7 separate regions of the Mus musculus genome follow, and regions 2, 3, 4, 5, 6 and 7 are each linked to region 1. A link is a contact called in public HiCAR-type, HiChIP or PLAC-seq and promoter capture Hi-C data. All regions are on one chromosome and are shown on one strand. The core of a region is the stretch at or near the end of the contact, and the rest is flanking DNA. Distances in the headings are between cores, read along the strand shown. Region 1 holds the start of Zwint (ZW10 interactor). Region 2 holds the start of Bicc1 (BicC family RNA binding protein 1). Region 3 overlaps Ube2d1 (ubiquitin-conjugating enzyme E2D 1). Region 4 holds the start of Ube2d1 (ubiquitin-conjugating enzyme E2D 1). Region 5 holds the start of Cisd1 (CDGSH iron sulfur domain 1). Region 6 overlaps Ipmk (inositol polyphosphate multikinase). Region 7 has its middle 52 kb from the start of Ipmk.

Region 1 (3,059 bases), core at 206-2,705:
TGAGTTCCAGGACAGCCAGAACTATACAGAGAAACCCTGTCTGGAAAAACACAAGGAAAAAAAAAAAAAAGGAAAGAAAGATAGAAAAAAGAAAAAGAAAGAAAGAAAGAAAGAAAGAAAGAAAGAAAGAAAGAAAGAATCAAATCTGCAATTTTGTTTACCTGGCTTCATTTTTTCAAGGTTCATTGCTAGATTCCCATACAATAATACCCCATTTTTGGTTATTATAAATTTGTATTCCATTTACAGTAGTTCTTCTCATTCCTTGTGTCATGACAGGTTTGTTCTACTTTTGGCTCTTACAGATTTCGTGTGTTGTGTGCATTTTTGTGTTTATATGTTAATTTCCTTTGTAATTATACTTGGAAAATTATAGATCATCCAGTAATTCTATGTTTAACCCTTTGAGGAAACATTGTTTTCAAAACACACCCAGCAGTAACATGAGAGTTCCTCTTGCCCACATCTGTAGCACATCTTGGTTTCTGTTTACTCCTTCTCTGGAACACAAAGATGTTCTGCTTGTCTGATGTCTTAACATCCATTTCTGTTCTAAACAGTGACTTATTCATCTAATAATGAATTTTCTTTTAGTCATGCCTGGGAATGACTAAGCAAAGATCAGGAATTGTAAGCCGAACCTACTGCTTGGTGATTTTTTTTTTTTTTTTTTTTTTTTTGTAACCTCATCTTCATTATTGCAGTCTAGTTGGTCTCACATTTAAGGGATTGTTAAGGCCTCATTCCTTTAATCTGTTAGATGGTGCCACAGCAGTGCTCAACGTAGGTAGGGTTATTTATTGCCAGTCGCAAGGCGACACTTCTCAGTGGTGTATCTGCTCACCATTGAGTAGGCATTCTTCAATACCAATCTGTGAAAATGGTATCTAATATCGACTCTGCTTTAATCTCCAAAGCATCTTTAAAATTCCCTTCAGGAAATTTCCTCAGATACAGCTCAGGATTCAGCAGAGTATTTCAGAAAGCTGCTGGCTCTGGGTTCTCTAGGTGCAGCCTTCTTTCTCTCCCTCCTGCACTCTGGCGACCAACGCCCACCCTCAGTTTCAGCTGGGACTTGTCCACACAAGAGACCCAACTGGGATCTCTGATTAAGGTCTTTAAAAGCACAATGTTTTGAACTCATATAGTATTTACTTATAAGATCAGTATTCTTCAGCGTCGTGGAGGAGAGGCCCACCTCCTTTCTTCCGCAGCAGTACATTTAATAGGAAAGCGTGACTACTGGAACAGATAATAGCCTTTTTCCGGTGTCTGCACCCACCAAATTTTGCTTTCTCACTGTCTGGCCTTCAGCTATCAGTGCTTCCTACTGCGCAGGCTCAGAACCTCCAGCCAGCCCCCAGAACCGAAAAACCGCCTACGCTTGCGTACGGGGGCGGGACCGGAATCGACTCCGGCCAATGAAAAGAGGTGACGTCATTTAAAGTCCTGCCCACTTACCCAGAAACCAATCTCGACCTAGGCGGGCAGTCCAGGAGAATCCAAAGGCGTGGTGAGCGACAGAACGATGGCGGACGCGGAGAAAAACGCTGTTGCGGAGAAAAACAACGCTGTTGCGACGAAAGAGTGAGTGTGGAAGGCGAGGGCCTGGGGCGGCGGCTCGGGCAGTGGCGGCGGAGGGACAGTGGCGCCCTAGTTCAGGAGTGCGACTTCTGAGGGATCTTGTCACCCTAGCTGAGGAGTGCGGGCCCTAAGAGACGATGTCACCTGGATTCTGGAGTGTAGGCCCCGAGGAGCAGTTTCAATTAGAAAAGATAATGCAGCCCGAAAAGACTGTCATCCTACTCCATGAGTGTGGCCTTTGAGGGTTGATGTCGCCTCAATTCAGGAGTGCAGAATTTGACTGTGTGACAACGTCTCTTTTTTGGAATGATGCCTATTAGGGTCTTTGTGGCATTCTGCTGCAGGGGTATGACTAAGCAGGGACTTCTTTCTGTATGCGGAGTGATACATCTGGATGGCTGACGTAGGTCACCTTATGTCGGATGCTGCCTTTGAGGGACATTACCTCACCCACCCTGAGCCCTGTGGCGTAGTATTCTAAAAAAGCCAGCTCCATTACAGATGTCGTAACCAACCCTTTACCATTCTAGGACCTTCTGTCACAACCTTCTTCTTTAGTATTTTTTTATCTGTATCTCTGTCCTCTAGTGGATTGTTCCAGCCAATCTGGAAAGGCTGGGTGGGTTACACATCATACGTTCTGAGATCAGCCATTACTAGCATGTCTTCCAAGGCTTGCCTGAACTTTGGCTTTTCTCTGTTTCTGTATATATGCCCCTGCTGCTTTCAGACGGATTCATCGAGTTTTTACCCATTGTGACCCCCCCTATTTAAACATGTAGTCATGTCTGCACAGTCCCTATCCTCCAGTATTTCAGGTGATTTCCTCATGGCGCTTAGTTGCTACTGTATGTTGTCCAGGTACATGGTGTTTCTGATCTCAGCCTAAAGTCCCTTAAGACCCTTGGGTAGCCTCTGAGCATTGGCACCCTCCTGACATAGATGCCACTGCATATGTTCCTTCGAGCTCGTGTGGTACCATAGCACAATCTCACTCATGCCTTACAGGGTTCTGGCTGAGGCAGCAGCCATTCTAGAACCTGTAGGCTTGCAGGAAGAAGCAGAGCTGCCTGCCAAGATCATGGAGGAGTTTATGAGGGTATGTATGTGCAAAGTGGGACCCAGCGTTTCAGAAGACAGGGGGCGGGGCTGGTCCTGGGATAGCCTCTTGAAATAGTGGGCAGCAATGGGGAAGAACAAAATGGCTGGTCTCTAGTATCAGAAGGGAAGACTAATCCCTGCTTCTGTCCCCACGGTAAACAGAACTCGCGGAAGAAAGACAAACTGCTCTGTAGCCAGCTTCAAGTAGTGAACTTCTTACAGACTTTTCTGGCTCAGGAGGACACTGAGCAGAGCCCTGATGCTCTGGCTTCTGAAGATGCCAGTCGTGAGTAGGCTTGGGTTGTAGGTAGGGTGTGGGCTGAATGGTTGAAGCGGGAAGATGTGAGCCATGCCTGTGTCTGCCTCATGGGAAG
Region 2 (3,059 bases), core at 152-2,651, 1.5 Mb before region 1:
GAGTTCTCGGCCCTTCCAGAACCGCCTGCCAAGCACTCCTGATACTTATTTCCACCAAGTTATTGTTTAGGAAAACATGTTGTTCTCTCTTAAAATAACCCTCTTAATTGTTCCGAGAAGCCACTGCATTTCCAGAGAGGAATAACTTGCTCCCATACTGCGATACATTGACAGATAAAGTCAAAATAAGTCACGCAGACAGCAATAAAAGCGAGTCTGTGGACCTCCAAGCTTCCCGGGATGAAGGATGAGAGCTACCGAATCCTCACCTCTCTCCCTTCCTGGGAGCAGGGGCCAGATCTCCTCAAGTCTTAAAAATAATGCACATTCCAGCTACCTCATCTCTGCCTTTGGATGTGGGAGGTGAGCCACACAGGTAGGCTGCGAATGGACATTTTTAAAGGTCAAAATGACCTTGGATCTGTTACTGCTCACTCTAATCCTAAAGCAATAAATCAGCATTTGCTTCCGATCCAGTGTGGAGAAAGTTTCTCTTCCTGGGAAAATCCCAGAAACTCTATAAAGAATTTGAAAAAAATTTTTTTTAAATTAAAAACCCAAAATATGAAAGTCAAGTCAGACTCCCACAGCTGCAAGGGAGAAGTTTATGGACTGAATGTAACTCAAGATGTCTTTTAGGACTGCCCTGACACATGCTACCCTGACACATGCTACCCTCGCACTGCCAGGGCACAGATCCCCACGCCTGGGTGACTTGCTCCAGCTCAAGACTCCGGCGTGGGGGCGGGGGCTCCCAGCTGAAGCCTTGACATCTGCAGCGCTTTTCCAGGCGACGAGAGCAGGCCCTAGCTGGAGGAAGCGGATACTAAGGAGGGGAGGGAAAAGACGCGGCAGGGGTGGCAGAGATTCCAGGCTGCGGGAAGCCGGGCAAAGTCCCGCACACTGGGCGGTCCCGTAGTGTAAGGATGCCACGGCCCAGATGTCCCAGCTGCAGCTGGCACCGCCGCGGTCCTAACAGCAACTTCGGAGCTGCAGCACAAACTCGGGCCTCCAGCTCCTCGGATCCGAGCAAGCTGACAAAGTTGGGGGGGAGGGAGGGTGTCCCGTGAGCGGACTGAGAGACGATCCTGTGGCGGACTTGGGAGAGGATTAGGAGCAGGGGCATGCCTACCTTGGAGCATGGCCTCGAGTTTCTTCCTGTCCACGCGGAAGCGCTCCTCGCTCCACTCCGGGCTGTGCAAGAGGGGCGCCGCGGCCACCAGATCGTCCTCGGAGCCGGCCACCGGCGAGTCGGTGCTGCGCTCGCTGTTGGAGCCGGGGTCCGACTGCGCCGCCGCCAGGTAGCCCGGCTCGCTCTGCGAGGCCATGGTGCGAGCGGCGCTCGGGCTGCCGCCGCCCCGGCCCCGGCCGATGTGGCTCGGCGCGCCGCAGCGCTAGCTCGTGCCCCCGCCGCCGCCGTGGCCGCGGGAAGCCCTGCGCATCCCCGCCTCGGGCGCCGCCCCCCGCCCCGCCGCGCCGATCGCCTGCGCCCCGGCCCCCGCCCGCCCGCAGCGCCCGCTCCGAGCGCACAGAGCCGCCCGCGCCTCCGGCCGCCGCCAGCCCCGCCGCCGCCTCGCGCGCTCATTGGCCGGCCAGGCCCACGGGGAGCAGCGGGCGGGAGCGGCCAGCCCGCGCCCTCTCACACGCACCACGTCCACACGCCGCGCGGCGCCGCCCGGAATGCCTGACCCATCGCGTGGACCCTCGGGCTCTCGGACCCCCTCACCCAGTTCGAGCCTAGCGCTCCTGGGGTGCCCCGCCAGACGCCCTCGTCACTTACTGCCACTTTTTTGTACTTTGATGGAGACTCCATCAAAACTCACAAACTTTGATGGAGACTCCATCAAAAACTCACTCCTGCCAGGCGTACAAGCTTGCTTATCCACACCCGAATCCCTTACTGTCACTTTTCTATCCCTATACCCGAATTCCATCCCTCTCCATACTCAGAATACTCCAAACTTAGATCAAGTTCACCCCAAAGTGCTCAAAGGGTATGCTCCCAAGTCCAGTCCTATTTACAGACCCTCAGAACACCCTGAGTCTGTCCCACAAGCCTGAATGAGAATAGAGAGTAATAAAAGGAGATCTGGGGACAAGAGGGATTGATGACCAACTTTTGCAGATGTCAGAGTAGACTTGACTTGTGTGCACCTAATCGGTCCAATCCAAAGATACCTTCGCCAGATGTGCCCTTCTCTGACTTTAATTTCAGGCCTTGATTCAACAAGACACTACTTTCGCCACCTTAAGCATCTATCTCTGTCTGAGATCACAGAAATGGCTGGCTCATTCTCTAGACAGGCTGGGAGCTCCTCTCTGTTCTAGGCGGCCCACAGATGAAAGCCTCGCAACTTCTGATGCTGACTGCCCGCCAGCCCACGCACCATCACTCTCAAAGCGGAGCATAGAGCTCAGAGGATGAAGTCCTGCTGTGAGCTTGGAACACTCGCCCCCACGCCACACAGAATCGTACTGCCTTTTATTAAATGACCAAACGCACAAGAGTATCTGTTCTACGTAGGAGGATGATGGTGTTAAATATGGTAGAAAAGCACTGTGCTACCGAGGGAAGAAGTAGGTTTACAAGTGGGGTGAGCCATAGGGTTCACCTGGGGCCCATAGATAATCATACAGTGTGTGTTTGAATCAAAACTCTTACAGGGGGCTGGAGACGTGACTCAGAACATAAGTACACTGGCTGTCAAGCCAGACAACCTGAGTTAGACCCTCAGGCCTCACATGGTGGAAAGAGAGGCCCAATGCAGGCAAGTTGTCCTTTTTGGCCATACCAAGAGCACTTTGGAATAACACTCTCACACGCATACACAAATAGATAATAAAACGGAACTTTAACATATCTCCAGCTGGAGAGATGGTTCAGCCGTTATAGAGTTCTTGGTGCTTTTCCTGGGGACCAGAGTTCCATTCCCAGAGCCCACCTTGCAGGGCTCACAACTGCCTGTAACTCCAGCTCAGCTGTGTTTGGTGCCCTCTTCTGACTTCTTCTGGCACCTGCACTTGAGGACATGTACACACACACACACACACACACCATA
Region 3 (3,059 bases), core at 380-2,879, 1.4 Mb before region 1:
CTTAATGGCTTATTTTATCAGCCAGTCCTGGAGTTGCACTTTTCATTGCTAATAGACACTTTTAATAAATGGGACAAGTCCCCAAATCTGTTTGCCATCCCCAACCCCAGATAGCCAAAATATTTTCACTGATATTTCTCTTGCTTTTTTTTTTTTTTGTAAAGACAGAAGGGCAACTATAAACAGGCTTACTAGAAAATCCCTAACTCTAGCAATTTTTAAAGATTTGTTTTCCATTTTTAATTATGTATAGGCTAGAAGATCGAGTCTCCTGGAGCTGGAGTTACAGGTCGTCGTGAGCTGCCCAACCCTGGCGCTGAGAACACTAAATCAGGACCTTTGGAAGAGCAGTATGCACCTGTACTTCATCAAGCCTTCTCTCCAGCCTTTAGTTCCTGAATTTTAAATCTCTGGTTTCATTTAGACTTGCCCATCTATTCATTTTCCCCCACCCCACCCGAACTCCAAAGTTTACTGAAAACCAGCGTGACTAAAGAGTTCTTAGAAAAAGCAATTATCAAAACAGAAGAAAACACAGCAGGTTGAGGTATTTTTGTTTGTTTGTATGATTTTGTTTGTTTGTTTGTTTGTTTGTTTCAACCGCTGGTCCCAATCCTCGCCATGCCTATTTTTAAATCCGAAAAACAAAATTACCTTTCGATACAGTCAAAGCGGGCGACCACTGGGACCTCAGGATGTCAAGACAAATACTCCCGTTGCTGTTTATATTTGGGTGGTAGATTTTTGTTGTGAAAGCAATCTAAAGATAAAATGGAACAAAAAGGGTATTGGTTGCCACAAATAGGAGCAAACAGAACCGATCCACTCAAGGGTAAAAGGCGCTCATCTTTACACAGCTTTGGAGCAGACTTGTATACGCGCAGCTCAGCCCCTGGGAATCCGAAGGAGACCAACTTAGCTTAAGCTCCTTTTCTCCTCCAGGCGTTGGGAAGTGTCTGGGGTGTGGTGAGAAGTCTGCAGTAGCCGGTATGATGGGCTGAGTGACACCTGGACCAATTACTCTGGCTTTCATCACACCTCAAAACATTTCTCTTAACCTGACTGTCAGTGATACCCAGAAGGCCACTTGGATCTATAAACAGGACACAGAATCTGTCAGGGCGGACGTGGGATGCCTCAGCTTATCGCCTGTCCTTGGTGAACCACAGAGAAGCCGGGTCTTGACAGAGCCACTGTTGTGTGACGTCATCCGTATGATTTTTAAGCTGGGTGGTTTTTAAAGTGCTATAATTATTTCCCTGATGGCATATAAGTTCCTTTCCTTCCTTCCTTCTCACCCCCACCACTTGCCTCTTCTTTGGACTTTAAACCTCAGAAAACGTGTTTTCATCCCCTTCTGCCTTTCAGTGTCCCCACTGTGAGTCCCATCGTGAGGGGAACATGATGAAGCTCAATGTACATTCACTGAATACTTAAGTGTAGCCTGTAATTATAAAAAAACAATAGAAAAAAAAACCCAAAATGATCCATGCTATGGCCAACTAGGCACTGGCAACTGAGGTCTCCCCACCCCCATTCAGGGGGCCACAGGGGCGGATAGCTTGGGAAGTCCAGAGTGGTTTTACCAAGGGAACCAGGGCTGACAGCCGCTTGGGGATCCCCTTGGGGGTTGGGGACATAGCCGTTGTGCAGCCAGCCATAGCATGATTTTTTTTTTTTTAAAGTACACACTACACTTAAGAAAGCTGGGTCTGTTTTGGAAAGGTAACATTACGGATGGAAAAGCCTGCTTTCCTGACTGTAAAAACATTCCGAACAACTCATATCTCACAAGGAGGAAAAGCCCAGGAGCCTAGCAAGCATAGGAAAACAGCTGACTAAGAAAGAGCATTCTAGGGACGGAGAGATGGCTCAGTGGTTAGGAGTACCGGCTACTCCTCCAGAGGACCTGGGTTCAATTCCCTGCACCCACATGGCAGCTCACACCTGTTCTGTAACTCCAGTGCCAGGGGATCCGACACCCTCGTACAGACATACATGTAAGCAAAACCCCAATGCACATCAAATAAATTAGAAAAAAGGAGGGAGAGGAGGCTGCAGGGGAGAACTTTAGACCTGGAGGTCACACAAAGGGGCATGCACTTGCTAACCTACCTATGGTCTGTGACGTCACAAGATCACTCTAGACAAACAGTAAAAATCCCTGCTATGGGACAGATGCACAGGATAAATACCTTTGGTGGTTTAAAGGGATAGTCTGTCGGAAAGTGGACAGTGAGGAAGAAGACTCCACCTTGATAGGCGCTGTCAGGCTGAAATTACACGAGAGGGCGCATCAGACTCTGGCCACGGCACATACTCAACCCCTCTGAATGGTCCCCGGGAGTTAACAGTGGGAAGGATTTGCAGTTTCTTCACAATTCCACCAGTATCAGCTTGTAAAAAAACCCCACGATTCTTGCACCATGAGTTGGAGGAATTTCTATGGAGAACAGGCTCCTTCCCAGGTATGAAGTTACCCAAGGGGCCCACCAAGTTTAAAGGGAAGCACATGCGCATTCGCACAGCGGTGTGCTTTAACCAGACAGATCATGGGTCGAGGCCTGTGGGGAGGAAGGAGGATTCTCTAGAGCAGTCATCGCTGGTTTTAGAAGGTTACAACTAATATTTACCTTTTTAAATTTCAAAATATTAAGTTCTAATGTCTACACAGGTACAACCAAAGGGAAAAAGTGAGTAAGAGGGTTAAGTGGGTACCATTGTATGATTTACCTCAATATTCATTTGCAAGTAAGTACTTTATATTATAGAAGATAAAACTCTAAAACCAAGCTGGATGAATTCAGTGTTCATGATATGTTGAATTAAGAATCAACTTTAGTGTAATGGGGTGTGTGTGTGTGTGTGTGTGTGTGTGTGTGTATGTACATGTGTGTATATGTATGTGTGTATATGTACATGTGTATATATGTATGTGTGTGCGCATATGTGTGTATATGCATGTGTGTGTGTATGTATACGTGTGTGTACATGTGTCTACATGCAATTTATATAAACAAAAGAGAAAGATTAAGGGAAAAAAACCAAAATAGTAGCAA
Region 4 (3,059 bases), core at 403-2,902, 1.4 Mb before region 1:
GAGAGAGAGAAGAGGAGTGCAAAGCCACATGGAAATGCTTCACCATCATGAAAGGAAGCAAAGTTTGAAAACTTCCAAATGGGAACCAACAGTAGATTGGTCGGCGTTCAGAAATCGGCACGGTAATGACGATTGCAGCTTCAAAATTAAGCTTGTTTATATGGTTAAAAATAAAGTGCCACCGTGTTATCTTCAAACGAGAAAACGTCATTATTTAATAAACGCTGATCTTAACATTTTATACCGAGTTGACCTTCAGCGGCACAAAGAACAGCGATGATCTACACAGCTAAGGTTTATTAAAAAAAAAAAAAAAAAACAAAAACAAAACAAAAACAAAAACAAATAAACAAAAAACAAACGAAAATTTGGCTGCGGGTAAAAGTTGCTGTCCTCAGTACCGAAAGATGCCTGTTTCCTACCACTCTAACTCAGAACATTTTCAGTCAAGTGTAGCTGGAAAGGTTGATAAAACGTTTGGGGAGCCAACCATTTCTTGTGAAATCAATTACCAAACACATTATCCACTGTTGGCGCATTTGCTTCTAAAGCGATCCCAAACACCACGTTCCCAGCAGCAAGGACTACCGCTGTAAAATGTTAAAAGATACTTGAGATAGGGGACAGGCCAACAAGAGAAGTGGGTGCGGTAAAGAATACAAAGAGAGGGTTGGAACCGATCCTATGTAAGGACTGACTGTCCCTTCGATTGTCTTCCTCATTCTCTATTCACACATCAAAGCATCCAAACAATTTAATTTGTGGTCCTTAGTGTTGTGTCTTCAACTCTACATCTAAGTTTATCGTGAGGGTGTGAAGAAAAAAATACAAAACAAAACCAACAACCTGCTTAGCTTACCTAGCCATGAATCACAGCCAGGAGCTCATCTTGCTGTGTATCAGCAACTATGTTCTCAGTACAGCTATGTGACCTGAAGTGGCAGCTGCGTGCAGAACCACCAAAATAGCAGGGGCAAGAGCTCTCTGCTGGCTCCTCGGCCCCAATCTCGCGTTCCCAGCCCTTTCCTCCCACTGAGCACCAGCCGACTGCAGAGCCCAGAAAGACCCAGCCCCACGCTCTGAGAATAAAGGCCGTAGGCCCACCACACCTTCCCTGCCCTCTCGGGGAACCCGGGGTGCGAACACAGCAAGGAGGGCTCCGGGGACATTGTGAGGACGCACAGCGGGATAGGGGACGAAGGCCGCCCGTTGCAGAGCAAGCCCCGGCCCAGCGGGGATGCACACACCCCGGGACAATCTGGCCACCCCACGGGCACCCGCACCCGAGGTTCTAGGCTCATCCTGGAAAGGGCACGACCGGATCGGGTCGCCCCGAGGTTCCAAGTACCCAGACCTTGCGGATGCACGCCTCACCTGTGCGGGCCGATCCGTACCCCGGCCTCCCCAGTGTCCGCGCCCCTCCCACACCGTGCGCCCCGGGTTCCTGGGGACATCTTGGGGACACCCAGGCCGGTTCTGGCAGCCACTCACTTTCTGGATCCGCTTCAGCGCCATGGGGCAGGCGGCGGGGGCTGCGGAGTGTCCGCGTGTCCCGGGCTGCCGCCTCGCAGGGCTGCTCCGTGTGCGCCCGGGCGCGGTGCGCGAGTGTGCGGGCGGCGGCGCCGGACTCTTTTGTTTCCGCCTTCGCTTGCTGGGAAGGAGCCTGCGCCCTCCCCGCCGCGCCCCGCCCGCCTGGCACACTGGGAAGTGTAGTCCCAGGCTCGGCCTCTGCCGCCCGCGCGGACGTCGTCCGGTCACCCGTGGGTGACAGCTGCGACCAGGCTGCTGCCGCTCCCTGCAGCCGCTCTGCAGAGCAAGGTCTCGAATCTGCAAAAACCCAGACAGCAGGTGAGCTGTCGCTCCTAGGAGCTGCTGTGAACCACGGCTCGCTCCTCCTCGCACAGACCCTGCGGCGGATCTTAACTTCCTTTGCAGATAATTCTGACTCTTCCCCGCTCGCCCCTGAGGGCGTGAGGAGTCTTCGTCAATTGTACTCCACCTTTCTTTCTTTCTTTCTTTCTTTCTTTCTTTCTTTCTTTCTTTCTTTCTTTCTTTCTTTCTTTCTTTCTTTCTTTCTTTCTTTCTTTCTTTCTTTCTTTCTTTCTTCCTTCCTTCCTTCCTTCCTTCCTTCCTTTCTTTCTTTCTTTTTTTTTTTTTGAAACAGGGTTTTCCTTTATGTCTTTTTGTCTCCACCTCCCAAAAACGGGATTGAAGACAGCTTTCCACACACCCAACCGTTACGTGGTCTCTGGCATCCGAACTCAGGTCCTCAGGCTTTGCGGCAAGCAGTTTACCCACTGAGGTGTCCTCCAGCCCCTTCTCAGTTCTTGTGATCTCAGATCTTGCTTGTCCTTTCAACCATGACTTCTTGGCTTGGCACCTGCAGGTCAGTCTTGGATTTCTGACGGCGTTGGTCAGTCTTAGGTTTCTGATGACTAAAGTCAATCCATTCCTTATCTAAAATGGTTTTGAATCCCATATTGCTTCTCAAAACACTCAACGCTCACTGTCGCGGCTTCCACAGTGTCTCTGCAGCTGGATCAGCCACATCTGGGAAGTTCTCTTCTCCGCCTTTGCAGTGGTCCACAGAAGACCAGCCCCACGCCCTCTGCAGAAACTAGAGATGGGTTGCGGCCCAGAAAGCTTCGAGGGACTGTGCTTTGCAGAGGTCCCCTCAAGCAGTCCTGCTCTGTCTGCATATTGGTCTACTTTCCTGTCCATCCGCCCCCCCTCCCCTTGTGTGTGTGTGTGTGTGTTTGTGAAATTATTTCCCAGGAGCTGTACTCCTTGTTTTTTGAGACAGAGTCTCTCACAGGGACCTGGAGCTCACCTATTGGGCTAACCTGGCCAGGTATCTGCTGTCTTTACCTGCTCAGCACTGATTTTACACACAAGCCCCACCATGCCTACATTTATGCTTGCTTGTCAACACTTTATAGACATTGTCTTCCCACTTATTATTATTATTAATTATTATTACTGCTTTATCTCACCCCAAAAGAAGAGTGGCATTAATGCAATTCATCTTTTTAGCTAGAGACCAAACCATAAATCAACCC
Region 5 (3,059 bases), core at 323-2,822, 1.3 Mb before region 1:
CTTACGAAATATGAGCCCAGATTTCAAACAAAAACACATTTTGCAATCTTTTTGCCCAACCTCACCCACATACAAGTGTTCCTACGAAATTAAAACAACTGCACCACAAATCATGTGAGCATTTTATTTTATGCAACCGTCTTATTACCAAGAACACTGTTTTTCCAGGTGTGATGGCAGGCCTATATAGGTTCAGCACTGCAGAGGTTGATACAAGAGGATTTCAAGGTTAGCTTGGGCTATAGAGATCATGTCTCAAAAAGACAAACAAAACAGATTTTTAAAAACCACGAAGAAAACTTAAGTTCACCAAAGTGGATGCATTTAAAGGAGTCCCCAAATGGCTACCCTTTAAAATAAAGTTTGCAGAGAATCATTTCTTTTTGTCTGTAGTATTTTTAAACTATCTGCATGGGCTTTAGCATGATGGCTCAGTGGGAAAAGGTGCCTGCTGTCAAGATGGATGACCTGGGTTTGATCCCTGGGACTCACAGGGTGGAAGAGAATCCGCTCCTACAAGTTATCTATTCACTTCCACACAAGCCATGGCACTAGGTACAGACACACTCACACAAATAAATGTTAAGAAAATAAAATAAAAAACTTGTTCTCCCTATCTGCCCAGTCAGTTTCGTCGATATTAAGTAGAACTTTCCAGTATATAGAACCAACCTACTACAAAACTAAGGTCCCACTTCCCCAGTCAGTCACCCTGTGGGCAACCAGGCTAGAGAGGCACGGTTCACCCCCCAAAACCCCCGTCCTTCCTGACACCCTGACGTTGGGGACTGGTCACGTTAGGGATAGTTACAGAACCGAGCAGTATAGACGATCCCTATTTGCTGAATGAATCAGTGGGGCTCACTGTAATTTAATTTTTTTACTTTTACTCAACTAAAGGTTAGAAGTAACCAAACCCTGGGGTGTGGCGTTTTTATATCGGGGCAGTCAGTCACGCATATCGCACAGGTTGTAGTAATTTTAACAGTTGATCACCAGGGACTTTACACTAGCCAAGTTTCACAAATTCAATTCTAGTCAGATTTCTACAAACTTCTGTTTTCAACGCTAGGGAAAAAGGCCATTTTCAGTGGTTTCTCAGACCACTGTCACCAGCGGCCGGATGCAAAGTACGAAAGAAACTTGGAAATTGAAGACCTTGGATTGGGTTTCTTTACCTAGAATTACAAAGCCAGCAAAAGCAAAACACCTACGACGTGACCAGTCCCCGGTGTCAGGGTCTCAGGAAGCGCAGGAGCGTTTTGGGGTGGACTGCGCCCCGCTATCTTGGTTGCTCACAGCGTGGCTGGCCCGGGAAGTGGTCCAGGGCCGGGATGCCGGCCCGCACCAGCATCCCCCGAGCGCTCCGCAGGCCTGCGCCTGCCCTTGTGCTGGTCAAGGTGACAGTCCGGATAAGGGTGGCGGGGACCGGCCGCGGGCGGCTCACCTCGCACAGCGGAGTTGGAGCTGAGGCCCATGGCGCGGGCAGCAGGAAGGCCGTGGCAGGACCGCGCGAGCGAGCGCTGGGGACCGCGGAGACTTGGGCAAGACGCGACCTCGGGGCCCACTCACTGCCACTGCGCAGGCGCCGCGGCAAGCTGGGAGCGCGTGTGCCGGCGCGCCGGTAGAGTCGCGCATGCGCAGCTGGTCCAACCCGGCAGACGGGTGAGGATTTGACAACCGCGGGATAGCCTTAGGCGCCAAGGCGGTGACTGCGTCTGCGCCGCCCGGGCGAGCCTATCCAGGCCGGGTTTTACCGTCGGTCCAGTTGAGAGCGTTTCAGGTGACTCAGGACAAGTACCTGCAGGACTGTCGGCCGATGGCCTGCCGATCCTTTGACTTTTGGTAATAAGTTACACAAGGTGTGGCCAGCTCAGCTGTGGGTCCTGCAAATCTGACCAGCTCCACTGTGGGTCCCGCAAAGACAGATTTTGCCTTAGGATGCCAGTGCAGGCACACGGGCATCGATGGAGCTGTGTCTAGAGCTTCCTCTAGCCACATTGGGCCTCCATCCCTTCAGCCTCTGACCCTGCCACTCATGCATCCAGAAAGTCCCAGAAAGACAAAAACAAAAACAACTTGCTTCGGCTGGTGAAGCAGCTCAGCGGCTCTCTGCTTTCACAACGGTATGGTGTTTGCCCAACATGCACAACACTCTGCCTTCAATTCCCAGCATTGCCATGAATAAATAAACATAAGTAGACTGTCCACTTAGAAAAACGATTTAGAAGGCTGCAGTGGCTTAGATGCCTAGGACCAGCTTCTGCATGGAGAGGGGTTCTGAGAGAAGGGGTGCCTGGGAGCGGCGAAAACAAACGACTTGGGTCCAAGCTGGCGGCCTTGGTTCTGCTAAGATGGCTTTCCAAATTGCCCGCCCTCTTTCCCTCCTTCAGTCTGTCTCTCTCTCTTTTTCTCTCTGTGTTCTGCTCTGATGTAGACAGATTTTCTTGCTATTTTACAAATTCTGATTGAGATAGCTTTCTCTGCTAGTAAAACTAGAAGCTATCAGGAAAAACTGCTACAAAAAATTATTGGATCTTCAAACCAAGTCGGAAATTCTCTCAAGAAAATATTCTTGAAGAGCTGTTTTCGATCTCCAGAGATCTCCATACAGCTCTGCTCTCCTTAGAGGAAATTCTATTTTTTTTTTTTCTTTTGGTTTTTTGAGACAGGGTTTCTCTGTATAGCCCTGGCTGTCCTGGCACTCACTTTGTAGACCAGGCTGGCCTCGAACTCAGAAATCCGCCTGCCTCTGCCTCCCAAGTGCTGGGATTAAAGGCGTGCGCCACCACGCCCCGCTTAGAGGAAATTCTAAAGAACTGTTATTGCTGTCTGCTAGCTCAAAAGTCCTGGTTTGTTTTTTTTTTTTTTTTCATTTTTCTTTTTAAATTTACACCTCAATTCAATTATTTATTCCAGGTTCTCTTTTGATTATCCTATGAATCAGCATCCCCTGACCCCACCCCTTTGATTCTTAGGAAAACAGCAAGCACATGTTTTCTTTTAACATTGCAAAAGAATTCCGAGATCTGCCTGCTGTGTTACACACGGTTGCTAAG
Region 6 (3,059 bases), core at 235-2,734, 1.3 Mb before region 1:
AATCCTCAGAAGACCTCATCTCATTTTCATGTTGAAGGCTAGCGACCTAACAGTGATGTAATTCCAATCACAGACATGAGAACCAGTGAGTAAAAGAAGCACACATGTGGCCAGTGGAACTAAACACAAGGAAAACTGTGTTTGGGATTAAAGGCGTGCGCCACCACGCTCGGCACTCGGGAGGCAGAGGCAGGCGGATTTCTGAGTTCGAGGCCAGCCTGGTCTACAAAGTGAGTTCCAGGACAGCCAGGGCTACACAGAGAAACCCTGTCTCGAAAAACCAAAAAAAAAAAAAAAAAAAAAAAAAAAACTGTGTCTGTGTTTGGGCCCTACTTGTTGATGAAATGACTTGGTCTGTTATAGCGCAGGGTGGGCTGGGTCCACAGTGCCCAGGGCAGTGGAAAAGGACAGGAAAAGCTACACCCATGTTTAGCAGGAGTTCACTGTATGGGAGGAGAAGAAATCTATGTTTGGATTTGCAGGGCCCTGTCTAAATTATCAAGACACATGTATTTGACACAAAGAGAATAGCCTTCCCTTGAGGTGTGTGCTGGGCCTCAGCTGACAGCACACTCTCACATCCAGCCCTACTTCAGTGACTCCAAGCCTCATCTCCAAGTTAACAGTGAAGTCCCCAGGATGCTGGGTATCTCTGTGTTAAGGCCCTTCATCTTTACTAACACTTATGGCCAACGAATCTCTTCAACACTGTAGTGAGGAGGGTGGAGCTATCCTTTCCCGGGTTCTCCATTCTGTGGCTGCCTTTTCAAACCCAGAAGCTTGGCTGTGTCTGCTTGTCCTTTGCTGCTGACGTCTGCAGGGTTGCTGTGACTAGGCTTGTTGTCAAGGTGCCTGGCAACTGGTTTTCAGGTTCAGGCTCCTAGGCTGCTTATACTGCTCTTCTGGGCTGCTGTCCCCTCGGCTACAGCGCTAAACCATCTTGATGGAAAGATAACATTTACCTCTTTATCCTTCATCCTCTGCAGGAGGATTGGCCCTATTGAGTCTGAGAGCCTTGAAAGTTCTCATTCGGTTCAACACAAACCTCTGTTGTCATTTCAAAATGCACCAGTCTGGGTGAGGCAGGAAAGAGGGACATAAGTGTACGGGCTCCTCTCACTCTGGCACCTCTTACCCAGCTGGGTTAGAGGGAATGTGCACTTTTCCTAACTTCACTGTTTGTGTGTGCACCCACACTTCCCATGCATGCACATGTATGAGCAGTGGCACACATGTAGCGGTCAGAGGACAGTCTTGGGTGTTGGCTCTCACTTCCACCTTGTTTGGGACAGGATCTCCTCCATTGGCTGCTGTGGAGGCCACAGGATATGCCTGTATGTTCTGAAGGCTTTTACCGCTGCCTCCTGTTTCTGTAGGAAGCTCGGATTGCACATCGCTTTTTTTTGTCCAGCTTTCCGTGGGTTCTGGGGATGCTAACTTCCTCCTGGTGCTTGTCCCAGCTGTGCCCACTCATCCCTCTCCTCCAGCCTTAAGAACTAAAACATGAATCATAGTTTCATTGAGAATTTGGACAGGATTGCTTTCCGTAGGAACAGGGAGAACTATTTCTTTTCTTCCTTTTCTCCTCATACCCAAACCCATGCTTTCAAGGTAATGTGTGAGAAGGAGCTTTTGTTGAGAGACAGCAAGTTTTCTGTGGCAGATGTGTGCAGGCGCTGAGATGGGCGGTGACAGAGCAACAGTGCGTGTGAGAGTAGCAAGAGAGAAGTAGGTGGGGTCACTTGGATTCAGTCCCCAGTTTACTGATGTCAAACTTCACAAAATCCTTAAGATCCTAAGAAATCTCATTCTGAGCCAGACAGTGTTGTGTTGGTGGGGAGGTGCCCACAGCTTTGTAATGCTGGGCCTCCCCTTCGCTCCAATGATGTCTGGTCACACGGAGCAGACATTTGTCTGTTGATGCTGTTACCATGTCCATTGGCTCTAGATCTACCTAAGTCTCTCACCTCCAGCATCTCCTCTTTTTGTTTTTCTCTGGGGGTTGTTTGAATGGTACGGTTGCCTGTCATTAATTAAGGTTTTTCTCCAATAGCAGATGTGTACCTAAAACTGGAAGATGTGACTCATAAGTTTAACAAACCCTGTATAATGGACGTGAAGATTGGGCGGAAGAGCTACGACCCCTTTGCGTCATCAGAGAAGATTCAGCAGCAGGTCAGCAAGTACCCTCTGATGGAGGAGATCGGGTTCCTGGTGCTCGGCATGAGGGTAAGAACGGTTTCCGTGACGCTTTCCTTACGCAACACTCCATGTAGTGTGAGCTAAAAGGACAGGCATTTTATCCGTTGCTCTATGGTCTGTAGTCAGCAACATTAGTTCTGACACATAGTAGGCAATTAATGCATAATGGCCAGACCCTAAGATGCATTTGTTTTAGGGTTGAGAAGGTTGAAGTTTGAGTGTATAATAAAGATTAAAAGTGAACATGTTCTTTGTACTTTTCCTATAAGAAGAGCCATTTATAACTTTTGGCTTTTTGAAACAGGATCTCACTGTGTGGCCCTGACTGTTCTAGAAATTGCTTTGTAGACCAGGCTGGTCTTGAACTCAGAGACTCACCTGTCTGCCTCCCCATGCTGGGGAAAAGAACTGTTTGTGTTTTTGTTTAAAGATTTATTTATTATTATAAATAAGTACACTGTAGCTGTCTTCAGATGCACCAGAAGAGAACATCAGATCTCATTATGGGTGGTTGCTGGGATTTGAACTCATGACCTTTGGAAGAGCAGTCAGTGCTCTTACTTGCTGAGCCATCTCGCCAGCCCAAGAACTATTATATAAGTAGGAAAAAAAATCTACATTATTTCATACTTTTATTTAAACCAGTTTTATTTGCAAATAGTTCTATGAATTAGCACTTAGATCTTTTTTCTTTTAACTGATACATGAAAAGCTTATATTTCTGCTTTGATCTGCTCACATACTGTTCACCTCAGGATAGTCATGGGCTGGTGTCATCTGGGCTGCTTGAATGTCTCTACCCTGGGACCACTTCTGAGGGGACAGAGCGGGAGCTACAGAGGCAGAGATGGCTTGCT
Region 7 (3,059 bases), core at 354-2,853, 1.3 Mb before region 1:
AGCTATGAAGTCTGTGGGAAGCTGGAGATGATCAAGGTTTGGCTTTCCAAAGAGGTTGATCATTCTTCTTGGGAGTGAAAGGTTAGGCTGTGATTCAGAGGCCAGACCTGAAAGTGGCCCCAAGTGTGTGCGTGTGTGAAAACATCTCCATAAACATCACAGCTCCATTCCCACCAAACCACTAGGACAGGATCCCTGTGACTGAAGGCAGTGTCAGAGCTCCTCCCAGCCAGTTCTCCAATTAGACTTCCCAGGATGGAACTTGCATGCTGGCAAATCACAAGCACAGTGATTCACCTTAAGAGGATTGCTCGTGCCAGGCGGGTTATCTGTTTGTAAGATACACAATCCTGTTTCCCAGGAAACAAACTGATCCATCCTAGGTTCACAGGACAGATAAGAGTGGCTGGAGAGGGAAGTGTTTTCTTCTCTATGAGGGTTAAAGATCCTTCCCCAGCCTTCGTGCCTGCAGCTCACTCCATTTATTATTGCAAAGGAAAGTTTCTATGGAGTTACTCACACACTCTCCCTTTTCCTAGACAGACACAAGTCAGTAAACCAAGTGTTTTAACTTGCTTGTTAAAATAAGGGCTGCCCTTATTTTTAGTTTGCTGGCTCTGGTTCTTTTAGAAAACAGTTCACTTGGTTCAGAAGTTAAACTGAGAAATTAGCTAGCGGTAGCTAAATATTAGCAGATTGTTCCTGAGTCTGTACTCCGCTCGCTCCAGCACCGGAGACGCGCCAAGCCTTAGATGAGTATACTCACAATGTAAGAACCAAGCACTTCAAAAATACTCAGAAAAAATATTCAGATTCATCCCTGGTAATCCCTAACTCGATCATGTTAACACCATTTCCCATCTGGTTTTGCATATAATTTGAAAGCCAACTTCTGGTTTTTTTTTTTTTTTTTTGGTGGTTTTTGTTTTTTTGTTTTTTTTTGTTTATTTGTTTGTTTGTTTGTTTTGTGCACCACTGCTAGCAGATCTGGGTGCATTTGACCTTCCACACACATCCAGCTTTTGCCTTCCTCTCTCGTGACTCCCACCCTAGCTTGCCTCCTCAGCTTCACCCCAGGCTGCTCAGCAGAGCCCAGAGGACTCCAGAGTTCTCCATTGCCCCAGCTTCGCCCACCCGCCCCCGTGTAGCAGCAAGAAGAGTCACTAAAATGCAAATCAAGTGGTTCCGCCATGGATCAGAATCCTACAGCAATTTTTTCTCATACTTAGGTGAGATCTGAAGTGTTCACTATCTCTTCCAGAATCTTCCGTTCCCTTATCTGTGACTTTGTTCTCTTATATCATTTCCAGCCGCTCTTATCAGATAAGGTACCTATCTGACTAACACAGCAACCGCAGTTCTGGTAGTGTAGTCATTTGCACTCAGCCTTGGGGAGGGGAGGTGGGGGGCGGGGGACACAACCGGGACCTGAATGACGCCTGACTGTCACACACCCTCAGAGTTCTATAAGCTCCAAGTGTGTCACAATCAGGAAGGTTTTTCCCTGGACAAAAATCATCCGGTGCCTCCTTACACAGGGGATGGTTCTGATTTATGGCCTCAGGAACTTGAAGTGATTGCTAGCTTTAATAGTCAACACTGTCCTCTAACCTAGGATTATCTGGGAAGAGAATCCCTATGAGGAGTTGTTTGGAATGGGTTGGCTTGTGGAAATGTCTTCGGGGCATGGTTTTTGTCCTTTTAACTGATGTGGAAAAATTCAGCCTGAAACTTTGTTTTGGGTGTGTGGGTGGGGTTCATGAGAAGGGAGAATTAGGTTACTGGGGATATAGTTTAGATGGCTCTCTGTCTTGATTGGTAGTTTTCAAGTTACAGAACCCCTTCCCTACTGTGCATGTCCCTTCCCATGATGCCCCTGGTTTTCATCTAAGCCTCGCCCCCTAAGGCTGCACAGCCCTCAGACTAGCACCACAAAGCTGGGGACCGAGGTCGGAGTCATAACAATACCACGTGTTGTTTCTAGTTGTCATCACAGCTGTCTAAGGTAGGTTTGCCGTTTTGAGGCGGGCTTCAAACTCACCCTGTACAGGCAAGGATGACCTTGAACTCCTAATTCTCCTGCCTCTCCCGCCCAAGTGCTGACCATGCTTCACCAATCGAAACTAAGCCCAGTTTTGAACAATTCCTTTCAACAATGGAGAAAGGAATTCAGGAAGAGGTCATCATGGTTTGTTTAAGGTCCTGTTAATAGTTAAGAACCAGCCAGGATGCTGGGCGTGGTGGCACATGCCTATAATCCCAGCACTTGAGAAGCAGAGGCAGGCAGATCTCTGAGATCAAGGCCAACCTTGGTCTACAGAGTGAGTTCCAGGATAGCCAGGGTTGCACAGAGAAACCCTGTCTTGAAAAACCAAAAAAAAAAAAAAGAATCAACCAGGAAGAGAATCTAAGTTAGGCATTTGTTTTTATCACTACTACTACTACTACTATTATTAGTATTATTTATTATTATAATATTTACACATCTCAGTTTATATAGCTGCCAAACAGGTCATTTCTACAAAGGAGTTTAAACTAGATTTAAAATTTGCTCATCTCAGCTCTCTAGGTTATTTGACAGATTTATAAAATGGATAAACAAACAAACAAACAAACAAACACTGTCCAACGTGCTGTTGTGGCTGGAAAAATCTATAATAGAATTACATGCAGAAAATGACACATAAATGAGAAGTACGGGTTTCTCGGCTCCTGGGATTCGTGGAGGCACCCTGCATGGCAGAGGTGAAGAAATGAGGGTTGCCTTGTTCCCACTGGGGAGTACTGCATACCCAGGAACAGATGTTTTAAATGTGCGCGGAATTATACTGGCTAATTAGTTATATTTGTGACACAACGATGGTTTTCTGATGTTGCCAGGCAGCTCTGAGAGGAGAAAAAGTGGAATGCTGGGAGTGCGGCCAGATTATATAAATATAAAATGTCAACCTGCACATAAGTAAGGACGTTTCTTACGCACATACGTTAGTTCTCAAGATTCACCAGGGATAGAAAGTGTCTCTGTGTGTGGGAACCCCATAGATTTACTAAGATTAATT

The links. HiCAR-type assays count read pairs that join an accessible place to other places. HiChIP or PLAC-seq counts read pairs in DNA pulled down with a chosen protein or histone mark. Capture Hi-C pulls out chosen DNA fragments and counts their contacts.
Region 2: a contact with region 1 is called in a HiCAR-type map of astrocytes, with 4 times the contacts expected there. The contact joins the promoter of Bicc1 here to the promoter of Zwint in region 1. A contact is called at or near these places in 1 of 39 promoter capture datasets (embryonic stem cells) and 2 of 115 datasets of contacts at active chromatin or transcription factors (astrocytes and embryonic stem cells).
Region 3: a contact with region 1 is called in an H3K27ac HiChIP or PLAC-seq map of large pre-B cells, with 7 times the contacts expected there. The contact joins the enhancer-like site here to the promoter of Zwint in region 1. A contact is called at or near these places in 2 of 39 promoter capture datasets (hematopoietic stem and progenitor cells and pre-B cells) and 4 of 115 datasets of contacts at active chromatin or transcription factors (astrocytes, large pre-B cells, microglia and 1 more).
Region 4: an H3K27ac HiChIP or PLAC-seq map of double positive thymocytes shows a contact between it and region 1, with 7 times the contacts expected there. The contact joins the promoter of Ube2d1 here to the promoter of Zwint in region 1. A contact is called at or near these places in 10 of 39 promoter capture datasets (the 3T3-L1 cell line, the SN4741 cell line, cranial neural crest and 5 more), 2 of 484 Hi-C or Micro-C datasets (B cells and liver), 8 of 115 datasets of contacts at active chromatin or transcription factors (astrocytes, double positive thymocytes, extraembryonic endoderm stem cells and 5 more) and 2 of 9 other capture datasets (adipose tissue and liver).
Region 5: a contact with region 1 is called in a promoter capture Hi-C map of adipose tissue, with 11 times the contacts expected there. The contact joins the promoter of Cisd1 here to the promoter of Zwint in region 1. A contact is called at or near these places in 9 of 39 promoter capture datasets (the HPC-7 cell line, cranial neural crest, embryonic stem cells and 5 more), 14 of 484 Hi-C or Micro-C datasets (CD4 T cells, CD8 T cells, the G1E-ER4 cell line and 7 more), 21 of 115 datasets of contacts at active chromatin or transcription factors (DN3 thymocytes, Th17 cells, acute myeloid leukemia and 12 more) and 5 of 9 other capture datasets (adipose tissue, embryonic stem cells, liver and 2 more).
Region 6: an H3K27ac HiChIP or PLAC-seq map of acute myeloid leukemia shows a contact between it and region 1, with 6 times the contacts expected there. The contact joins the enhancer-like site here to the promoter of Zwint in region 1. A contact is called at or near these places in 3 of 39 promoter capture datasets (cranial neural crest, embryonic stem cells and pre-B cells), 6 of 115 datasets of contacts at active chromatin or transcription factors (the NIH/3T3 cell line, acute myeloid leukemia, embryonic fibroblasts and 2 more) and 3 of 9 other capture datasets (adipose tissue, embryonic stem cells and liver).
Region 7: a contact with region 1 is called in an H3K27ac HiChIP or PLAC-seq map of extraembryonic endoderm stem cells, with 8 times the contacts expected there. The contact joins the enhancer-like site here to the promoter of Zwint in region 1. A contact is called at or near these places in 8 of 39 promoter capture datasets (cranial neural crest, embryonic stem cells, frontonasal cranial neural crest and 5 more), 3 of 484 Hi-C or Micro-C datasets (cerebellar granule neurons, cortical neurons and liver), 9 of 115 datasets of contacts at active chromatin or transcription factors (acute myeloid leukemia, differentiating embryonic stem cells, embryonic stem cells and 5 more) and 2 of 9 other capture datasets (adipose tissue and embryonic stem cells).

What each region holds. Positions count from the first base shown.
Region 1 is chr10:72,653,391-72,656,449 of GRCm38.p6, forward strand. Zwint (ZW10 interactor) reads left to right here and starts at 1,456. Exons shown (of 8, transcript NM_001293683.1): 1 at 1,456-1,587; 2 at 2,593-2,683; 3 at 2,848-2,971. The coding sequence starts at 1,529.
Region 2 is chr10:71,158,289-71,161,347 of GRCm38.p6, forward strand. Bicc1 (BicC family RNA binding protein 1) reads right to left here and starts at 1,402. Exons shown (of 21, transcript NM_031397.3): 1 at 1,133-1,402. The coding sequence starts at 1,328.
Region 3 is chr10:71,257,547-71,260,605 of GRCm38.p6, forward strand. Ube2d1 (ubiquitin-conjugating enzyme E2D 1) reads right to left here. Exons shown (of 7, transcript NM_145420.2): 4 at 2,196-2,273; 5 at 655-760. Among named protein-coding and RNA genes, the nearest start is that of Tfam, 21 kb to the left of the region's middle. Within about 2 kb of position 1,630, at least 17 of the 459 cell types and tissues checked have an H3K27ac peak or open chromatin away from gene starts, as enhancers often do.
Region 4 is chr10:71,283,610-71,286,668 of GRCm38.p6, forward strand. It overlaps Ube2d1 (ubiquitin-conjugating enzyme E2D 1), which reads right to left and starts at 1,653. Exons shown (of 7, transcript NM_145420.2): 1 at 1,492-1,653. The coding sequence starts at 1,515.
Region 5 is chr10:71,343,277-71,346,335 of GRCm38.p6, forward strand. It overlaps Cisd1 (CDGSH iron sulfur domain 1), which reads right to left and starts at 1,573. Exons shown (of 3, transcript NM_134007.4): 1 at 1,448-1,573. The coding sequence starts at 1,478.
Region 6 is chr10:71,370,652-71,373,710 of GRCm38.p6, forward strand. It overlaps Ipmk (inositol polyphosphate multikinase), which reads left to right. Exons shown (of 6, transcript NM_027184.2): 4 at 2,057-2,229. Among named protein-coding and RNA genes, the nearest start is that of Ipmk, 24 kb to the left of the region's middle. Within about 2 kb of position 1,485, at least 19 of the 459 cell types and tissues checked have an H3K27ac peak or open chromatin away from gene starts, as enhancers often do. A contact at or near this core is called in acute myeloid leukemia, where this site is marked.
Region 7 is chr10:71,398,233-71,401,291 of GRCm38.p6, forward strand. No RefSeq gene overlaps it. Among named protein-coding and RNA genes, the nearest start is that of Ipmk, 52 kb to the left of the region's middle. Within about 2 kb of position 1,604, at least 28 of the 459 cell types and tissues checked have an H3K27ac peak or open chromatin away from gene starts, as enhancers often do. A contact at or near this core is called in extraembryonic endoderm stem cells, where this site is marked.